Linked DNA regions of Sus scrofa: all the other regions are linked to region 5. Evidence: chromatin contacts called from public Hi-C and HiChIP or PLAC-seq data. All regions are on one chromosome and are shown on one strand. Each heading gives the region's core, a stretch centred on a gene start, on an enhancer-like site or on the middle of the called end of the contact. The rest is flanking DNA. Distances are from core to core; before and after follow the strand shown. Region 1 overlaps GSK3B (glycogen synthase kinase 3 beta). Region 2 overlaps FSTL1 (follistatin-related protein 1). Region 3 holds the start of LRRC58 (leucine-rich repeat-containing protein 58). Region 4 holds the start of GPR156 (probable G-protein coupled receptor 156). Region 5 holds the start of GSK3B (glycogen synthase kinase 3 beta).

The links. Hi-C and Micro-C count contacts between places; a contact is called where the count stands out from the background. HiChIP or PLAC-seq counts read pairs in DNA pulled down with a chosen protein or histone mark.
Region 1: an H3K27ac HiChIP or PLAC-seq map of alveolar macrophages shows a contact between it and region 5. The contact joins the enhancer-like site here to the promoter of GSK3B in region 5. A contact is called at or near these places in 3 of 5 promoter capture datasets (fetal liver, fetal skeletal muscle and liver), 15 of 47 Hi-C or Micro-C datasets (adipocytes, alveolar macrophages, embryonic fibroblasts and 10 more) and 2 of 2 datasets of contacts at active chromatin or transcription factors (alveolar macrophages and skeletal muscle).
Region 2: a contact with region 5 is called in a Hi-C map of liver, with 5 times the contacts expected there. The contact joins the enhancer-like site here to the promoter of GSK3B in region 5. A contact is called at or near these places in 2 of 5 promoter capture datasets (fetal skeletal muscle and liver), 4 of 47 Hi-C or Micro-C datasets (fetal heart ventricle, liver and skeletal muscle) and 2 of 2 datasets of contacts at active chromatin or transcription factors (alveolar macrophages and skeletal muscle).
Region 3: a contact with region 5 is called in a Hi-C map of liver, with 4 times the contacts expected there. The contact joins the promoter of LRRC58 here to the promoter of GSK3B in region 5. A contact is called at or near these places in 1 of 5 promoter capture datasets (liver), 15 of 47 Hi-C or Micro-C datasets (alveolar macrophages, embryonic fibroblasts, fetal skeletal muscle and 9 more) and 2 of 2 datasets of contacts at active chromatin or transcription factors (alveolar macrophages and skeletal muscle).
Region 4: a contact with region 5 is called in an H3K27ac HiChIP or PLAC-seq map of skeletal muscle. The contact joins the promoter of GPR156 here to the promoter of GSK3B in region 5. A contact is called at or near these places in 1 of 5 promoter capture datasets (liver), 1 of 47 Hi-C or Micro-C datasets (liver) and 2 of 2 datasets of contacts at active chromatin or transcription factors (alveolar macrophages and skeletal muscle).

The regions. Positions count from the first base shown.
Region 1 is chr13:140,303,660-140,306,359 of Sscrofa11.1, forward strand. The region is part of intron 7 of GSK3B (glycogen synthase kinase 3 beta); the gene reads left to right. Among named protein-coding and RNA genes, the nearest start is that of NR1I2, 100 kb to the right of the region's middle. Within about 2 kb of position 1,327, at least 8 of the 83 cell types and tissues checked have an H3K27ac peak or open chromatin away from gene starts, as enhancers often do. A contact at or near this core is called in alveolar macrophages and skeletal muscle, where this site is marked.
Region 2 is chr13:139,883,437-139,886,136 of Sscrofa11.1, forward strand. It overlaps FSTL1 (follistatin-related protein 1), which reads left to right. Exons shown (of 11, transcript XM_021070306.1): 4 at 2,041-2,170. Among named protein-coding and RNA genes, the nearest start is that of FSTL1, 38 kb to the left of the region's middle. Within about 2 kb of position 1,400, at least 2 of the 83 cell types and tissues checked have an H3K27ac peak or open chromatin away from gene starts, as enhancers often do. A contact at or near this core is called in liver, where this site is marked.
Region 3 is chr13:139,926,430-139,929,129 of Sscrofa11.1, forward strand. It overlaps LRRC58 (leucine-rich repeat-containing protein 58), which reads left to right and starts at 1,279. Exons shown (of 5, transcript XM_021070309.1): 1 at 1,279-1,911. The coding sequence starts at 1,412.
Region 4 is chr13:139,973,059-139,975,758 of Sscrofa11.1, forward strand. It overlaps GPR156 (probable G-protein coupled receptor 156), which reads left to right and starts at 1,372. Exons shown (of 10, transcript XM_021070315.1): 1 at 1,372-1,587.
Region 5 is chr13:140,135,843-140,138,542 of Sscrofa11.1, forward strand. GSK3B (glycogen synthase kinase 3 beta) reads left to right here and starts at 1,324. Exons shown (of 11, transcript NM_001128443.1): 1 at 1,324-1,447. The coding sequence starts at 1,360.

The DNA.
Region 1 (2,700 bases), core at 77-2,576, 170 kb after region 5:
CTCTGTGGATATACTTTTAAAAAATCAGTTGTATGTTTAAAGGGATGCATTTCATGATTATATGAAGTATATCAATTTTTTTTTAAGTCAAAGAATGAGAACATTTACCTACAGGACTTTTGATAAGGTTTTGTTGTTTCTACTGTATTTTAAGCAAGGCAGTAAACTCTGACCATAGTTTTGCACAGGACCCACATCAAGTTAAGTGACAGATGGAGGAGAACACAGACACACAAAGGGGTCCTCCTGCACTAGTTCATCCTCCCAGGCTGAGTAAATCCTTTTCCAAGTTGTTCAATTGTGTTCAAATAACATGACTATTTGGTGCTTTTTCCTTCACTGATGTTCCTAATGGGATTTAAAGATTTGTGCTGCTATTGCTATAGCCTTTTTTTCCTCCCAGGGGAGAGAAGGGTAAGAGGATTTTGCCTTTTGGAAATCAGAAGAAAACCCTGAGGTGGAAACATTGCATACACCCCCTCCCCCCAACACAAAGTTTCCTTATACCAGAACTTCACTCATATATATATATAGGAAAGAGGTAGATAGAAACTGGATAAAACTGCATGTGTTGAGAATTAAGTATTTTAGCTGCCTACATCCAATGGATTTAAAAAAGGAAAACTTGTAAATTATAGGGGTATACAAAAGGGAATACATTTTATATCAATCCTCTGAAGGTAAAAATGTATGGTAATGATTCCATTATCAGTAGAGTACTGATATTTTGAAAAAGAATAACTCAGTGACATGTTTTCTAGTTTTCTAATTAGAGAAATTTGTCAGGTTTATGATATATGCAGTCAACCTGACAGTTATCCAATTTGAATAGATAGTTCTTTTATGCAGAAAAGAAGTGAAGATGTTTAATTATCCAGCCATACTATGTATAATCTCTCTTGGCCTGTGTTGTACAATTTTCATCTACTTACTTTAAAAGTTTTGATTAAATCCATTATGTATAGTCCTGGCCATGTATCCCTTTAGCCTTTCAGGGTGCATCTATATTAACAACATGTTGATTTATTAACCATCTGGGCTAGAACATAAAGAATCTTTGCCCTCAAGTTCAGAAACTCATTGAGAGGAGGAAGGGAAAAACTGAGATCAGTGGAGTAAGGCAGGTATGATCCCAGAAGCCTGAGCAGGGTACAAAGGCAGAAGCATCCTGTTTGGAGGTAGTGCTATCTGAAAAGGCTTCTTAGAAGAGGTAACTCTTCAGCTGAATCTTGAAACATGGAGATGTATTCTATTTAGAGAAAGGAAGGGACTGGAGGACATACATGCTAATTTGGATGAAGATACTTAACGTTGTCAGGTCTGTTGTGTCTTGTCTGTTGTGTAGTGCTTTATGGTTTGAGCCTAAGGTTCTGAATGGTGGGAACAGGGTATAAGTTTACCAGGAGAGAGAAGGCTGGAGCTGTGGGCATTGGCCTAAACATATTAGACTGTAGACAGTTAAAAGTCACTGCAAGATTTCAAGCAGAGGATTAACAGATTTCTAATAGGATCTCATTAACTTGGCATTTGCTTTAAAGGCTACATGTACAACTCTATTGTTGAAGTTTGGCGACCTCTGGTGTTGAGCAAGGCTCAACGCAAGGCTGGGAAAGAAATTGATTTCAATGCTTTTGTCAGATGATTTTTGGCTTTATTTCTTTGAAGACACAAATCATAATTCCTGGCTTGTTATTATTTGTGTCTAGCTAAATTTGCAACTAGGTGAATGAAAAAATATTAAACATGATGGGATTGGGTACAGATTAAAAGGGATGAACAGCATCCCCAAAATCTTATGCCATGAATCTCTGGTTGAGTCTTTCTGCCTCGGTGATGTTTTAGGATTACGATGATGCACTTGACAAGTGCTTTTTTGCAATAAATGGAAAGATCTTATTCTAATAACAGATAACTGAGAGTGCATACTCTTCCCAATAGTGTGATAATTTTGAAAATCCCCCCTTTTATTCAGTGAAATATCATACTTTAAAAAATGTGCATATAACATTATGTGCATTTTCTTTTCCTTTAAGTCATGGAGGGACTCCGTTTTTAGGAAATTCATAAATAATTACTATTTTTAAGTGTATCTTTAAAAGTTTGGGTGAAAAATTGCTTTTCTATCTCTTAAAATTCAGGGAAGCCCTAAGACTTGTTTTGTGTCTGAATAATAAAATCCATGTCAAACATACTTTTTAAAAATCTGTAAAATGTAAAGCTTAAGTATATGATTTCAGAGTTTCCAAATATAAATCAGCTGAAATAAATCAGCTGATAGAGAAATTTTCTCAAAACCTAATAGAAACAACATAAAACTAAGATAAACTCAGAAGTGGCAATCAAATAGTTGATTTATTGAAATGCTTTATTTTTGTTGTATTGCTTGTAGATGTTGATGCATTCAGAATCTTAGGTTTTCATAAACAGTCTCTTGTTTGCCTTTCAGCCTGTAATGTTGCCACCTATCCACTTCTCATCCTTATTCTCTCAGATTAGTTATCCAAATCATGCTGTTTTCCACTTCATACCTAGAGCAGATAAAATGTGCATCTGACTCATTTGCTTCCTATATTCCTTAAGTAAAATAACCTCTTATCTCTCCCTCCAGAATCCTTTCTTGAATCTCTTCCTTACTCCAGTGGATTGTAGCACTTCACCTCGCACATCATCTGTGTTCATTTTGGTGTATTGATCTTCATT
Region 2 (2,700 bases), core at 150-2,649, 250 kb before region 5:
AAATTAATAATCTTTCCCGTAACCCTCAAATCCCATTGGTCTTAGGTAACTGGTGTTAAGAGTTCAGTATATATTTGTTCTACATGTTCATTTTTTCTATGCAACTATCTAAGATTTCTCCCTATTTTATGTAAAAATGAGATCATAATATAGACAGCTCTAGATATATGCAACTCACATTTTGTACTTATTAATATATCATAACAATGTTCTCTCTAGGTCAGCACATATAGTTTTAACTCCTTTTTTTTTTTTTTTTTTTTGTCTTTTCTAGGGCCTCACCTGTGGCATATGGAGGTTCCCAGACTAGGGGTGTAATCAGAGCTGTAGCTGCCGGCCTATACCACAGCCACAGCAACACCGAATCCTTAATCCACTGAGCTAGGCCAGGGATTGAACCCGCAATCTCATGGTTCCTAGTCAGATTCATTATCCAGTGAGCCATGACGGGAACGCCTTAACTCATTTTTAATAGCTCAATAATAGTCATACAAGAGAACCAGACTTAGGTAATCATTTTCCTATAGATAGACATTTAGGTTGTGTCATGGGTTGTTTACCACTATAAACAATGGCATCCTTGTGCAAATATTCTGACATGCTGCTGTCATTATTTCTGTAGGCTTGAGTTTCACTGGGACTTGCTGGGTCAAAGATATGAACATTTTAAAAATACAAGATAGAATCAGATTTTTCAGGTTTGGTTTTATTTTTAATGAAATTTAAAAAGCAAAGTGAGCTTTTGAGAAATATTTCTTTCATAAGCAGGATTCTCACTCTTGGCAAATATAAATAGCCTAGATGTCGCCCTTTTTCCCCCTTTTTTTAGACAAACCCAAGCCTGGAAATTCATCTGTATTTCTACAAGTAAATACACCCATTTTAGTCCCCAGGTAAAGGATCCTGACCCATCGTCTCAGAAAGGAAGTCCTTCAACTCAGAAACCTGCAAACCAGGTCTGCTGGGGACCCTGAGAGGTCCTCACTAGAGGTGTAGCAGGCTACTGTGACTGTCTAGGGTCCAGAAACCTGGCATCTAGCCTCAGCTTGTCTACATATTGTTATGTGATTTTAACAAATTAGTTGCCACTCCATGCCATGAAGACAGACCATGTTTGCCTTTGTTCAGGGCCCAGTACATAGTAAGAACCCAGTGATAAGTGTTGGTTCAGTGAAGTTTATCTGGCTGGGCTACCTTCCATTTCCAGGATTTGGTGTTCTTTTACTACATTTACTCTTTTGGGCTTTGGTGCCTTTATCAGATCTGAGCACAACTTGCGTTCCCCTTCCCCCTTTCAGAAACCATGAAAGTCTAAAGAAACCAAGCTTGCCCGTAAGCATGGCACTTTAAATAGCCAAAATAGAATCGAGGTGCCAAGTGAACTTGAGTCCATTTCCCTGTCCAGAATGATCCTCTGTAGAACTTCACAGAGACCCGGCACCCCTCCCCCTGCCTCACAACAACTGCTGTGAGATGAGGGGGAAAACAAAATACTAAACAAAGCAAGAATACAAAGATTCTTTGAGCTAGACCCTGGAATTATTGAAGAATTGGGGTGATGGGATGTGGGGCTGTGTGTTTACCTGCCTTTCGGTCTCTCCACATTCCCAGCTCTTGGCTCTGTTTTGTGTCATAGAATGTTGAAATTGTAAGGGATCTTAGATCATCCAGAGATCTTGAGAGACTTTCTACAAAGTAATAAAGTGGCAGATAATCCATATTCCTGACTTTTAATAAAATGCCCTTCTGCTAATTTGATAGTGTTGGGGTAGCAGAGTGTTATTTTTTCTCACTGAGTAGAAGAGATGACCCTGGGCCAGGATCAGCACAGAGCACCATTTGGGGTCCCTCCAACACGAGTTGGGTAGGGTCACTGATGCCAGAGCTGAGGCTCCCTGTGTCCTGGCAGTTTAGAAGTCATCCCTGGAAGGGATTCCTCTCACAAGATGGCTTTGTATTTGTGTGTGTGTGTGTGTGTGTGTGCGCGCGTGCACACACACTCAACCTTGACTGCACCAATGTCCTCCATGTCTGTTTCAGCAATGCAAACCTCACAAGAGGCCTGTGTGTGGCAGCAACGGCAAGACCTACCTCAACCACTGTGAGCTGCATCGAGATGCCTGCCTCACTGGATCCAAAATCCAGGTGGATTATGATGGACACTGCAAAGGTAAGGAGTGCTCTCATCACCACATCGCAGCTCCAGCCAGGGAGCCAGGGAACGGAGCATTGTGGGCTGGCTTCCTGGGGTCCTTTCCACCCTGAGCACAGCACCCAAAGCTGTAGAGACCACCCAGTTACCTAAAGAGGCATTCCCTTGGTGCTCATTAGCCTGCTGGGTGTGCCCTGGGTAGCGTAGGCCTCTACCCTGTGCTCCCTGCCTCAGATCCCTAAGGCGGCTTCCAGTACTGTCTTCATCTGGATAGTGGGTAGGGGACCACATCAACTATCGATAATATGTAGTTAACTGAATTCTGTACCTTTTTAGAAAGCAGGCAAATTTCACATACCCCATGAATTCTAAATTTGGGCATCTCTCATCCCTGATAATATTGTATTTCCTCTAATTTACACTCAAACCATTGCCATTAGGGTAGGAGGGAGGGGTCCCAAGCTTGTGCTAATTAGACATCAGCCTCCTGCCCACCCGAGGCATATGGAAGTTCCCAGGCTAGAAGTCAAATCAGAGCTGTAGCCACC
Region 3 (2,700 bases), core at 29-2,528, 210 kb before region 5:
GCCCACCACTACGGGAACTCCCGTATTATTTTAAACATTTGCAATTTTCACACACTAGGTTCCTGCCAGAATGTTATCTTGATCCCAAGTAAAGTCTACTTTTTAAAAGGACCCTTTCAAAACAGGTTTCAAATTCAGGACACTCCATTGGTTTTAAAAACACTCCATCCCTGCTTTAAACTCACAAAGTGTATCCTCCCATAACCATAAATCAATCAGAAATTAAGTTAAAGTTTGGCAGGAGGTAAAAAGCATAATTTCTCACACAAATAACCGGCAAGAAAAAAGTTAACTTTATTCTTTTTAGGAAGAAAGCAATTTAATAGCACTGGTTATATACAATCGTCTAACATTTTTATGCATAAGCTTTGTAAAAAAATACACTAAATATTTTCATTTCTATCCATGACTTTTCAAAATTATAAAAATTTCAGAAAAAAACCGACTTTAGGGTAAGGGCGAAAACAGGTTTAGAAGTACTACATGAAAGCCAGAATCAGGACTTTTCCAGTTAAATTGAAGTTTTAACCTGAAGTAAAATCTCAATGCTTTCTGGGTTAAACTGATCAATTAATTTGAGCTATTTCAAATTAACGAAAACTCAGCCATGGCTCCCAAATTCATTTCCAGCCACTGCAACTTAAACCAAAAACCACAGAAGTGCTTCTACAGCTAAAATGGTGAAATGTTCTTGACACACATTCCTTTAAAAAAAAAAATCCTCTAGGGCAAGCAGGCCAAGGATTAGCCATATTTTTTTTGGATGGAGAAACTGAAATCAAATCCCCTGTCCGAGGAAACAAAGTTATTTAACAGCAGAACCCGAGGTAAGATCCAAGAGTCCCGATTTCTAGTTCAGCTGCCTTCGCGCTTTTAAGTCGGCTTGGTCAATCCCGGGACTTTGAATTCCCGGGTCTTGCTGTCATGCAACTGAATCATCACTAAAGTCCTGAGTCCTCGCTGGCTCCCGCAGACCAGGGGCCCCCACTCCGAAACCAGGGCCTCAGAAGGCGGTGCACCGTCACGCGCGAACCCTCAAAGCCAAATAACCAAACTGTCCTCGGACTGTTTACCGAGGCCACCCTGGAATTCGGGGACAGGTCACCAGACTTCAAGAACTATAGAACACGACTGCCCGGACCCAGCCGGGCTCAGAGAGTAAGCCGAGCACTGACTGCTCTCTGCCCCCGCCCGGCTCATGGGATCCTTGCGGCGCGCCGCGCGAGACGGAGTCCGGCCCTTGAGCGGCGCGCGCACCCCGCCTCCTAGCGTCGCGTGACTCCGCGGGGGGGGAGGGGGGCCGGGGTTAGCGCCCGCCCGCGCCACTTCCGACGCAGCCCTCGGTTCAGGTTCCGGGGCGCCGCGGAGCTCCCGGCCTGTGGGTCGCGCTCTGCGCGACGCGGTGGCCGGGATGCAGGAGGCCGGAGCGCCGGTGGCCACGGCCGGGGAGGCCGAGCTGAACTTGTCCCGCCTCAGCGTTTCTCCCGAGACGCTGGAGTCGGAGTTGGAGGCGCGGGGCGAGGAGCGGCGCGGAACGCGGGAGGCGCTGCTACGGCTGCTGCTGCCGCACAACCGTCTGGTGTCGCTGCCGCGGGCGCTGGGCAGCGGCTTCCCGCACCTCCAACTGTTGGACGTGAGCGGCAACGCGTTGACCGCGCTGGGGCCGGAGCTGCTAGCGCTGAGCGGCCTGCGCACGCTGCTGGCCAAGAATAACCGTCTCGGCGGGCCCGGCGCGCTGCCCAAGGGCCTGGCCCAGTCGCCGCTCTGCCGCAGCCTCCAGGTGCTCAACCTCAGCGGGAACTGTTTCCAGGAGGTGCCCACCTCGGTGCTGGAGCTGCGTGCGCTGCAGACCCTCAGCCTTGGCGGCAACCAGCTTCAGAGCATCCCGGCTGAGATCGAAAATTTGAGGAGGTGAGCGGGTGCCGGCCTGCCCGAGAGTAGGGAGGCCCCAGCACAGGGTCGAGGGTGGGTGTCCCGAGGCCCCGGTAGTTCCGGGGCCCTGCGCCTGGTCTTGGCGCCCGTTGGTTGTCACGTAACTCTCTCAGTCCAGGCTCTTGAACTCTTTGGCTGCCCTGCCAACTCAGTGAGTTGTACTGAGGAGCTGATAGGATCATGGGTGTGACAGCGTTTGGTTTGTTGTGTTTGCGCTGTGCAGATTTTCGAGATATTTTTTCTGTTTTTCTGGGGTCACTGGAAGTGATCTGAACTGAGCATATACTCAAACATATGTAAATCTGAGGTTGTCACTTAATTGCTCCGGAGTCTTGGGTGGTTTTCCATGCCTGTAGATCAAAGTTTATGTCCTGTAAAGTGACATACAAAGGAACTCTGATCTGATCCCTGCTTGCCACTGCGTTACCTACTCTGTCTTCTCCTTGGCAATACCAGCAATACTATTTGTGGAATTCAGTAAGGTGTGCACTTTACCAGCAGCTTGTAGGCTCTCACTAAATGTGTGTTGAATGGATACAGTGCCTCTGTACATTGTTGTTCCTTTTGCCTAGAATGTTGCTTGCACTGGACAGACCCCTGCTCATCCTTAAAACCTGTTTTGAGGGTCATTTTTTGTTGTTTGTTTCCTTCTGTTACTACTTCCTGGACAACAATTATAATTGTCTAAACTGTACTTCTTGGGAACCATTCATCCTACCGCTGCACTTACCTTATTGATTATAATTCCTTGTTTACAGGTCCGCCTCA
Region 4 (2,700 bases), core at 122-2,621, 160 kb before region 5:
ATTTTTACAATAAGCAAAGTTTATATCCAAAGAGTGGTTATTTGTTTTAAAATATGTGTGCAGCCAATTGCCATGGAGGATGAGTCAGAAATAGCTTCTGCTTTGCAGGCCCTGACCGTTGGTGGGGAGACAATAGGACACATCTGGCTGTAACATACAGTCCAAGTTAGTGAGTGCTGTGACAGACCAGGAGCACTGGAAGAAATATTAATTGATCTCCCAGATGGACTGGGAAGATCTGGTAGAGCTTTGTTAAAAGAGCAGGCATTTGAGTTGGATCATGAAGGCTTGGGAGCAATTCAACAGGTAAAGATGAGGATGAAGAGAAATCCAGGATAAGGGAATGGAGTGAGCATAACACACAGGGGAGTTAAAAACACAGGCTATATTAAAAAATGGCAATTTGCCCAACTCAGGATAACTGGAACACAGGTGCTGAGTGGACAGAAGGTTGGAAAGGAAAGCTGGCTTCCATCTGTGAAAGTAGTTTAGACTGTATTCCAATTGCAGAAGGCAGTTACTGCAGGTCTGGAGCGTGTGGGGAGGTGAGGGGAATGTTTTGTTTGTTTTGTCAGGAGAATGACATTCCTAATTCTGTTTGGGGTGTGAGGAGAGACAGGAGGCAAGAAAACCAGTTAGGAAACTATTAAAATGTTTCAGGCCAAGGCAATCAAAGTTTAACAAGTGCAACAAGGTGGGAATGCAGAGGAGGGGAGAGTCCAGCAACATTTCCGAAGTAAATAGGGCAGGCAGGCCTTGGTGGACGACGGAAAACCTTCCTTGCCTGATAACTGAGGGCTTGGGGATACTCCAATTTGAGAAAGCCAACACCGGGATTGAAGATGGGAGCCATACTGGGACAAAGATTCAAGTATCTTGCAGAATATAGAGGGGACGGTGACAGTAATGGGCTAAGAGCAAGGACAAATTCTGAGGTAAATGCTCTACAGACATGGGAAGGACGAATCCTCAATCTAGAACCACAAAACTGAAGAGCTGGACCTGGTCTCTGAAGTCGCCCACGTGCCTTCTTAACTAAAGCAACCCCCAAGAAGGAGGATCGAATCGGTCCCCCTCACTTTGTGCATGTTTAAAACGAAAGGGTCTAGCTGTATAGAATGAGAGACTCGGCAAGGGCCCTGGGTAAAAGCTTAGACATAATTCCTGCTCTTGGGAAATCGAGCGTCTTTCTGCCCGCTCGGGCGCCGAGTCCCCTGGAGCAGCCCCACTCCGGCGGAGGAGGGCGCGACGCGCAAGGCCAGCGAGCACTGGGTCATCCCCGTGAGCCCTCCGGGGCCCAGCGAGCTGTCGGGCTCCGCGCGCGGGGCGGTGCCAGGGGAGGGGCCAGGGGCGGCCCCGCAGGCACCGCGCGCCGGGCGCGGACTTCAGAGCCCGGCGCCGCCGTCCCGCCGCCTCCGCGCCCGCCTCCCGGCTCGCGGCGCGGCTATGGGCGCGGCCCCTTGCGGTGCTGCCCCCGCCTCTCCTCGTCCCTTCCGGCCCCGCGAACCCGCGAGAGACCGGGGCACTGCGGGCGTCCCGCCGCCAGCCGCGGGCTTGGCACTCCTCGGCGGTCGGGGACCTGATGAGGTGAGCTGCGCGGCCCTGAGGATCATCCCAAATTCGGGATTTTGTAGAACCTCTCTGTGGACGCGATATATCCACAAAAAAAACATCAAACATTTAAATTCTAAAGTAAAAAGTGGAAGGGGGTATGGAAGGGCGTTCTCTCCCCTCCAGAATCTGGCAGCTTCTTTGGGAATGGTCAAGAAACTATCTTAGAAATTGGAAGCGAGCCCGGATCATTGACCAAGGGATGCCCGTGGCAATTTCACGAGGATTGGAGAATTCTGGTATTTGTTGGGAAGAGGGGCTGCAGCTGTTCTGTTTTGTTAAACCAGCGACGGACTGCTGAAGCGGAGAGGTCCGGGAACAAGCTTGTAGACTTCCCAGAGCCTCCTCACCGAGCCTGTCCCCAGAGCTCCCTGGCAGGGGCACGTTTTCTCCAGGATGCCGGGGCGGGGTGTGGGGGTGGGGGGGCGTAGGGTGGACCCCTTCACAGGATTGTGAAGTCCTGAATAGAGAAAGTTTTATTGCCCTGCGGTCTGTCGAACTGCCTTATTCTGGGCAGAGGAGAGTTGCCCGGGAGCTGCAGCATCCTTGTCCCTTGGCAGGCACCCGTTTCAGACTTAGCTCTGTTAGAAATGAGAGGCCACTTGTTAGAACTCGGTGTTTGAATGCTGTATGTCTGAATATACGTGCGGCACTGCAGAATCCGAACCTTGAGGTTTTTCTTTAAAATTGAGTTTTGTTGTTAACATTTTAGGATGGAAATCTGTGTGGGAGAGGCGTCATGGCATGCTTGTACTCTTCCCTTTGTTGGTTTCCTAGGTACATGCGCATGAATAATAGGCAAATTATGTCCTGGTCTATAATGAAGTCTTTCCTGGTGTACTCCTTTAAACCGGGATATGGAAGGTAATGTTAAATTGTTGCATCCCTACGGAAAAGTGAAAAGTTTTCGGATGGGGATAAAAGCTGGAAAAATATGATAAAATTGTATGAGGCAGCAAGGCCTGCAAAGGAAAACAATTTTTTTTCCCCCCACCAATGGCTAAATGCAGCATAGAAGACCTCTCTGCAGGCTGGGTAGCAGCCAGGCTTGCAGAACAGTAGCTTCTTCCTTTGCTGCAGGTGGAACAA
Region 5 (2,700 bases), core at 74-2,573:
GGTCGGCTATCTTCGGCACTTTCCGCCCTTGGGCGTGATTTCCAGTGGTACTTTCTAATTGGCTCCTCTGGCCGATCGGCTTTTTCCGGGAGGAGCCGCAAACAAACGACGTCCGTGATTGGCTCCGCTCGGGCTTCGGCTCCCCTGCCGAAGGGGGCGGGCGCCGGGCTCGGCCGGCAATTCTCAGACGCCTGTTACGCGGGCGGAGGGGCGCTGGGCGGTGTAAGGCTGGGTGGGGGAGGAAGGAGGCGGAGGACGAGTAGGAGGGGGGAGGGGTTGGGGAAGAGCTAGGCGGCTGCGCAGACGGCACTCCTCACACAGAACAGCCCCCGACCCGGGCGAATGCGGGCTTTCGCTGCTGCTGCCGCCGCCGCTGCCGCCGCCGCCGCCGCCGCCGCCGCCGCCGCCCGGGCCCGAGTGACAAAGGAAGGAAGGAAGCGAGGAGGAGCCGGCCCCGCAGCCACTGACAGGGCTTCGGGCTGGGGGCAAAGCGCGGACACTTCCTGAGCGAGACCGAGCAGAGGCGAGGGGCGGGAGGGAGGGCGGTCGCGCCGGTGCCGTGGACGGGGGAGGGGGCCCCGAGGGACGGAAGCGGTTGCCGGGTTCCCATGTCCCCGGCGTATGGGGAGCAGTCGAGGAGCCGCTGCCTGGGGTCTGAAGGGAGCTGCCTCCGCCACCGCCGCCGCCATGGCCGCTGGATCCAGCCGCCGCCTGCAGCTGCTCCTGGCGCAATGAGGAGAGGAGCCGCCGCCACCGCCCGCCTCTGACTGACTCGCGACTCCGCCGCCTTCCAGTTCGCCGGGCCCCAGCCGTCAGCCCGCCGGATCCCGCCGCTGCCGGAGCCGCAGCGTTTCCCGTCGCATCTCCGAGCCACCCCCTCCCGCTCCCTCCCTCCTTCCCATCCCCCCTTCTTTTCAAGCGTGAGACTCGTGATCCTTCCGCCGCTTCCCTTCTTCATTGACTCGGAAAAAAAATCCCTGAGGAAAATATAATATTCAAAGTACTTATTTTCAATCAAGTATTTGCCCCCGTTTCACGTGATACATATTTTTTAGGACCTCCCACCCATTTCTACCCTCCAAGGAAAGGGAGGGGAGAGAATTGTATTTTTTTTTTCCCCAGTCCCAGATCATCTATATGTTAAATATCCGTACTGATCTGTCTTCAAGGAGAAATACATCGCTCGCATTTTTTTGTCGCTATACAAAAGGAGTGAAGAGCCAAGAGGACGAAGTCTTTTTTTTTTTCCTGTGGGAGAACTTAATGCTGCGTTTATCATTAACCTAACACCCCAACATAAAACAAAAGGAAGAAGAGGAGGAAGGAAGGAAAAGAAGGTGATTCGGGAAGACAGTGATCATGTCAGGGCGGCCCAGAACCACCTCCTTTGCGGAGAGCTGCAAGCCAGTGCAGCAGCCTTCAGCTTTTGGCAGCATGAAAGTTAGCAGTGAGTATTGATTTTATTTTACACTCTTTCTCCACCTCACCCTTTAAATAAGAGACTTTGAAATACCAGGATCTTAAAATATGATGTCTGATATAACAATCAGAGATAATGGAAAAGGGCAGAAACCTGTCTTCTGTCAAGGATGAGGCAGCTCCCTCTTTTCTCCTCCCATACTCCCTCCCCCGGTCTCATTAACCTTGAATAGAGGGAATATGATTTTTATTTGGATGATTTGACTTGAAATATTTCTTATAGTTTTCTTGCCAGCTTTATCAAGCGGTTGACTTATTTCCATCTTAAAATAGTGATGGAAGTGTTTACTTGGCTCATTCTCATGAATAAAGCGAAGGACAAGATTCATAAACCATTATGTGCTTTTGCAGTGTGTCTTTAGGAACAAGGGATAGTTAGCTCAGATCTCAGGGGTTATCATAGTTTTGTACACTTAATAGAGGAGCTAAATGTCACAGTCTCTTAACAGTTCTTTCTTGCCTTTGTGACTGTACAACGCATTTGTTCTTAATCCAGAGATGAACTTGCTCAGTGACCACTTTCACATTTCCAGGCAAGCATTGATTCCTCCTCTTAGAAGGGACCCGTGAGGTTGATACTCAGTAGCAGTAGTATCTCAACATGCATTGTTTTAAGTCTACCACTATAGAGTTAATATTTAATCAAAAGGTAACTTGGAAGTAGGTCCTGGTTTTGATCGAGATTTGTATTGTCATGTTGTCAGATACTGAGTTGAATGTTAACTGTCACTGACCCTCCATATATCAGTTTTGGGGATGCCATTGCATTCCATACATGCTAAATGATGTAAAGTTCAGGGGTCCCTTCTTAAGACTGTTTAAAATACTCTTGCATTGGTTTTCTTTAGGTAAGACTATCCAGTTAGAGGAATATGGATTTAGACCTTTTCATCATAGGTTTTGCAGAATGCTGTGGTCCTGGATATAATAGGGTATAATTTGGGCTCTGTTCAGGGTTATTACTAGACTGGACCCTCTTGCTAGATTTGTGCAGAAAAGTCTAGTTGAGTGGTACACTAAGTGTCAGATGTTCCTGTGTATCTCTGTTTATGTGGAATTTAAAGAGTTTATTTAAACGTACTTTCAGAATTTGACAAAAATATCTATTCTGTTTCCTTATTTCTCAAGAAAGGGGCATGATGAGGACAACGAAAAACTATTTGGTTGCCTAGAAGAAGGAGAGAATTGAACTGAGATTTTTTTTTTTAAAGTATATGCTGT